Linked DNA regions of Mus musculus: region 1 is linked to region 2. Evidence: chromatin contacts called from public Hi-C data. All regions are on one chromosome and are shown on one strand. The core of a region is the stretch at or near the end of the contact, and the rest is flanking DNA. Distances in the headings are between cores, read along the strand shown. Region 1 overlaps Bicd2 (BICD cargo adaptor 2). Region 2 overlaps Fgd3 (FYVE, RhoGEF and PH domain containing 3).

Region 1 (2,700 bases), core at 55-2,554, 93 kb after region 2:
TAAAATCATAGGACGTGCCTGCCAGGCCATATCTCTGTTGCTCCTCACATTGATTCTCAGCTTCTGTTCTCTGTGTTGAGAACCTGAGCAACTGTCATGGGCTGGTCTGACTCCTGGCCTGCACTGTGCTGCCCTCATTCTGTATCCTTGGGATTGGGAGCCCGGGAGCACTCAGCATGCAGACAGTGGTCCAGGGAGCACTCTGAGTGCCGACAGTGGTCTGGGGAGCACCCAGCATGCAGGCAGTGGCTGGGGAGCACTCAGTGTGCAGGCAGTGGTCCGGGCATGAGTTCTTTGTCTTGAGTCAGACATTATGTTTCCATTTGGGCGACCAGGAAAGGCAGAATGATTCCCTGAATTTGTGTTTGAAGGCTTCTGTTATTGAGGACTGAGTGGGGCTCAAGGGACAGAGAGGCTGCTTCATCTCTGATGAGGGAACTCTCGATTCTAAATCCTCTCAGCAGCAAGCTTAGACTAAAAGGTATTCTTAACTCAGGTATGACCTCAGGCTGGAGGCATTACTAACCCAGGTTATAGGTGAGGAAGCTGAGGGACACTCATCTGTGCCCAACATGGTCCCCAGTTTGCAGTGTTGTAGCATATTTCAGAGGTAGATCAACTGAGCAGCAAATGATGTTCTTTGTCCTTCCTGAGATGGTAGTAGTGAGCACAGGTGGGTTTGTGTGCTCCCACATGTACCCAGGGTCTGTTCTCTCTTGCTATGCTGTCTGGCTTTCAGGATAGACACATGTTTTAGATGTGACCCCAAAGCCCTGTCCCATCAGCCCTCCCTCAGTGTTATACCATCCTACAATGCAACCAGACCAAGCACCTGTGGTAAAGCACTAAGCTCTGTCTTGCCTCAGTTTTTGTGTGCAAAGTAGGTGCTTGTGCAACCCCACCCCCAACCCTACCCCATGGCACCATGAAATGGTCTAATGCTTAGGGCATTCCTGTTTTATGGCTTCAGTCATCTGGTAGATTCTGTGGATAGCAGGCATTAAGCCCTTGTCATAGACACAAGACTGTCCCTTGCTGCCTCACCTGCCCCAGCCTCCTTCCAGGGATATAGTTTCAGCTGCCCTTCCTGACTGGGCTTTTTGTCTTCCTCACCCCTAACTATTAGCCCCCCATACCATTGCTCATGCTGAGCACCTGAGGCACACCATGCTTGGTTTTGAAATTTGCCCCTTAGGGCTGCTATGATTTCTCTTCCTACCCAGAGCTTCTCTTCTCCCATCTTAGCTAAGGATGATCCAGCTGCTGAAGTCATGATTGGCCTGGTTCCTTGTAGGCACAGAGGATTGCACCATAGCTACATGGGTGTGGCTGACCTTGAAGCCAGCATCCCAGGGGGCTATGTGTTGGCCAGAAGCAAACATGGGCCGTGTTCCTCTTGTAGGCGCCTGGCTGGCCATGACCTCATGCTCCAGCTTTTCTGGCCCTGTTGGGTCTTGCTGAACCTGGGCAACTTGAGAGCAGTAGGCAGGAGGTAGGTCAGGAGCCTGTGTTGAGTACATCACCAGAGCATTGCTCCTCCTCAAAACACAGCATCTACCATTCTGTGGTCAAGACTGGAGGAGAGCTAGGCTGCTTCTTTGTCCTCTTCTTTCCTTGAAGCAGCTTGTAGAAGGGGCAGGTTAGAGGCTATATCTGCTGTTCAGGGGCTGGTTCTTGATACTAGGGTGGCAAAGGCTCCCATCTTCTGTGGTGCCACCTGGGAGGCCCGAGGGATGAGCCAGGGAAATCTACAAACACAACCACAGCTGTCCCCCACCAACCTGCAGGTCAGGAACACCTTTCCAGAGAGCATTTTTTCAAGGGAGGACAGAAGGGAGCCTACAACCCATAGAACAGGAAGATGATCCTGGGTATTGCAGGATTTAAGATGGAGTTGAAAGGTTGTATAGGATTGTATGCAGTGGCGTCTGAAAAGATCAGAAGAAGTGTGCCCCAACAGGTATCTACACCTCTCTGACCCCCAGCCTCACACAGAGCCTGTAAGCTGGGCTTGGTGGCCACAGGGATGGGCTGTGTCTTATAGGTTCACACTTTGCAGGTGAGGGGTGTAGCACTTCAGGAACATCCATGCAGTTGCCTTAGACAACTTCAGTGAGCTTCATGCATTGGGGTGTTCAGTATAAGTTTTCATGTAAGTATGTGTTCCTTCTTTTTTGTTGGGTATAGTACTTCATTATATGAATTACCATATTTAGTTTTTTTATAAAAAATTTATCATCCGTGTGTGTGCATGTGCACATGTTACAGCATATTAGAGGACAACTTTGTAGAATTGATTCTCGTTGCAACCTTATTTATATGGTATCTGAGGGCTGAATTCAGGTTAATAGGCTTGAATGGCAAATGCTTTTGCCTGTAGAGCAATTTCTCAGGCCCTGTATTTTAAAACAATGGAGAGCTGGGATTACAGGTACATACACTATCACACCTAGTCTGTATGCAGCTTTGGGGATTTAAAACTGTAGCCTTATTCTTACATGGCCAGCGCTGTAACCACCCAGCCCCCTGTGGTTGTTTTCCTGCCAAGATGAGATCTTCTCCATTGTCCTGGCTCTTCTCAAGTCCTGCTTCAGCCTCCTGAGTATCCGGGATTACATGTGTTCCTCGTTGGCTACCGTGCTCAGCTTTAAGGTTCTGTGTGTGTGTGTGTGTGTGTGTCTGTCTGTCTGTCTGCCTGCC
Region 2 (2,700 bases), core at 81-2,580:
TCTGATTAAGAATGAAACCTTGTTTTTGAGCAGTGTGTAGGTTTCCTCTGTGGTGTGCCCTGTCATGACGCTCAGTGCGGGTCTGCAGATGACTCTGAACCGTCACTGAAATCTTAGCTCGGCTTAGCTCTGCTCAGGGGAAAAGCCAACAAGGAAGCGCACGGCCACACTCTGCTGGAATATCGGTTGTTGTGGATCTGTTTGCTAGAGGAAGGGCTGGCCCCAGCTTGGTCTGGTAAGGGAAAAGGAAGAGGGACACCAGAACTGGACACTGGGCAGCTGTGGGGTGAATGTTGTCAACCTTCAAGAGGCTGCTTCCTGGAGCAGATGCAGGAAAAAGGAAGAGGGGCAAGACCAGGCATCAAGTATGTCCATGGTACCCAGCAGGTCTAGTGACCATATCCTGATCAAGGCAGGCCCTGAGTGTGGTTGGAGGCCTTGACTCTGGGGCTCCCAGCTGTCTCTTCCCAATCAAAGGAGATGGGAAGCCAGCAAGAGCAGCCTGCATTAGGTTACCATAGAGCTTCCCCATCTCTCTCCCAGACGACAGTGAGGCTAGGGTACGCATCACTGGCTTCAATCCAAAGCAAACTCCACTTCCCTCCAGTTTCATCCTCCTAATCTTGGTGCTGACGCTCATCCCCAGCTGTGAGACATCTCACTCATAGGCACCATCGCTAATGCTCTTGGGGGTAGTTCTGGGTACCACTGATGCTTTAAACAGTCCCTATCTCTACCCCGAATCCCTGACTGCTTGCAACTCCAGGAGCATGTGGCTTCCCTCACCAGGACCTGTGGGTTCAGTTTCAGGGATTCCATGAACAAAGAACTATCTTTCCTGGGCCTGGATGCCCTAGCCATCAACTGGTTACAAGCAATGCCTCCATAGGTCCATCCCAGGGCCTGGACAGTTCAGGAACAGAGTCCAAGGCATTATGAGTGAAATAAATGGTCATGGATACCCTCCCTGGCTGAAAGATGTGGGGCTGGCTTGGGAGTGTTTCAGAATGTGTATTCAGTCTGACTTGACCAGGTGACATTCATTCCTCGGGAAGCTCAACTGTGGGGCAGCCACAACCCATATGCATCAGGAAAGAGACAATCAGGATTGCCTGGGTCTGGCTAAGGCCGACTGCATACATCTACATAGGCAACTCAGAAGGTTGACACTAGGTTATGTGGTGTGTGATTGGGAGGTATTTCTGAGGGACCCTGGGTCAAGCCATGGGACTTCCTGGACTTCTGTAGGCAGAGCTGACAGTGGGTCCAGAGGTCCAGGTCTGGTGGAGCCAGGGGAGGCCAGTAGGTGGCAGGAAGCAGGCACAAGCAGACTAGTGCAGGAAGCCACTGGGGTGGCAAGATGTTTATTTCCCTCTTGGCTGCCTGCACCACGCTCAGACTTCCTGCCTTCCAGTTTCAACAGAGTTCATCCTTAGGGTGCCTGTCTGCTCTGCAGGGGCCAGACAGCAGCAACATTCCAATTAGGGTCTGTCTCCTCTTGTCCAGTCCCCTTTTACTTCGAGGGTCCCCTTCTTCTTTTGCCATCATACCCCTGAAATGTTTTGGCCCTCCCTCAAGCCTCACAAGCATTCTCAAGGTTGGCTAACACGTGGCCAGCCTGAACTCACACTATTGAGGGACTTGGGGAAGCTGTGGTCACAAGGAAGGGGAACAGCAATATATTCAGGTCCACCCTAACAGGCCTTGGCCCCATAATGCCTGTGCACTGGGACCAATGTCACACCAGCCCTCCTCTGTTCTCTATCTCAGGTGGCCCCACCCACAGCCTGTCCCTCGCTTGCTTCAAGGCACCTCATCAGTGGATCTGGGTTCCTCTTTATGGGAACGAAAATCCAACAGTCATACCCTAACAAAGCCATATTCTCAGAGCTGCAGGGCTGAGTCACCAGCTGTTCTGAGTCCCACTCTTTCCTGTCTCCAATGCAAGGAGATCTGGGCTCTGCATGAACAACTGAAAGACAGAGACAGAGGAAAGAGACAGAAGCAGAGAAGGGTCATGGGAGACAGAGACAGTGTGGAAAAGAGACATAGAGACAGGATGGGAGACAAAGAGAAAAAGAGGGGCAGGAAAGATGAGGCACACTGGAGGTGGGGCAGGTGGGCAGGAGAGAACACAGCACTGTGTCCCAGGTTAGTGTCAATGGACCTGGGGAGAAGAGCCCATGTCCGGGATGGGTTAGAGACACCTTCCCTGGGTGGCACCTGTCACTCTCCCTAATTCATTAGTTCATCCAGGACCCAGCAAGATGCCAGGCAGTATTGTCATTCTGGGCTATAAGTGAAGCTATGAGTCAGAGTTGTCCCAACTACTGTTGCCACGGGTGCTTGTAGATGTCAAGCCCCAAAGTGATGATGTAGCTCAGTTGCGGGTACTCGATCCAGAGCAAGCACGGGTATGTGCCTCAGACTATTAGACCTCCCCAAATTTAAATAAAGACATCCTCCCAAGTTGCCATGATCAGTCTCTAGCAGACAGGCACATGAACCCAGCTGCCTGGCCCTGAGAACACACACGCACACGCACACACGCACACGCACACACACACACACACGCACGCACGCACACGCACACACACACACACACACACACACACGCACACACACACACGCACATGCACACGCACAGGGTGAGGGGAGCCCCAGTTTCCTGAAAACCTGCTCAGTGTGATGGATGAACCT

The links. A called contact is a pair of places that touch in the nucleus more often than the background predicts.
Region 1: a Hi-C map of bone marrow-derived macrophages shows a contact between it and region 2, with 60 read pairs. The contact joins two enhancer-like sites. A contact is called at or near these places in 8 of 484 Hi-C or Micro-C datasets (the AML12 cell line, Th2 cells, bone marrow-derived macrophages and 4 more) and 4 of 115 datasets of contacts at active chromatin or transcription factors (the HPC-7 cell line, embryonic stem cells, microglia and 1 more).

What each region holds. Positions count from the first base shown.
Region 1 is chr13:49,363,572-49,366,271 of GRCm38.p6, forward strand. The region is part of intron 1 of Bicd2 (BICD cargo adaptor 2); the gene reads left to right. Among named protein-coding and RNA genes, the nearest start is that of Bicd2, 23 kb to the left of the region's middle. Within about 2 kb of position 1,305, at least 34 of the 459 cell types and tissues checked have an H3K27ac peak or open chromatin away from gene starts, as enhancers often do. A contact at or near this core is called in bone marrow-derived macrophages, where this site is marked.
Region 2 is chr13:49,270,676-49,273,375 of GRCm38.p6, forward strand. All of the region lies in intron 14 of Fgd3 (FYVE, RhoGEF and PH domain containing 3), which reads right to left. Among named protein-coding and RNA genes, the nearest start is that of E030007A22Rik, 14 kb to the left of the region's middle. Within about 2 kb of position 1,331, at least 123 of the 459 cell types and tissues checked have an H3K27ac peak or open chromatin away from gene starts, as enhancers often do. A contact at or near this core is called in bone marrow-derived macrophages, where this site is marked.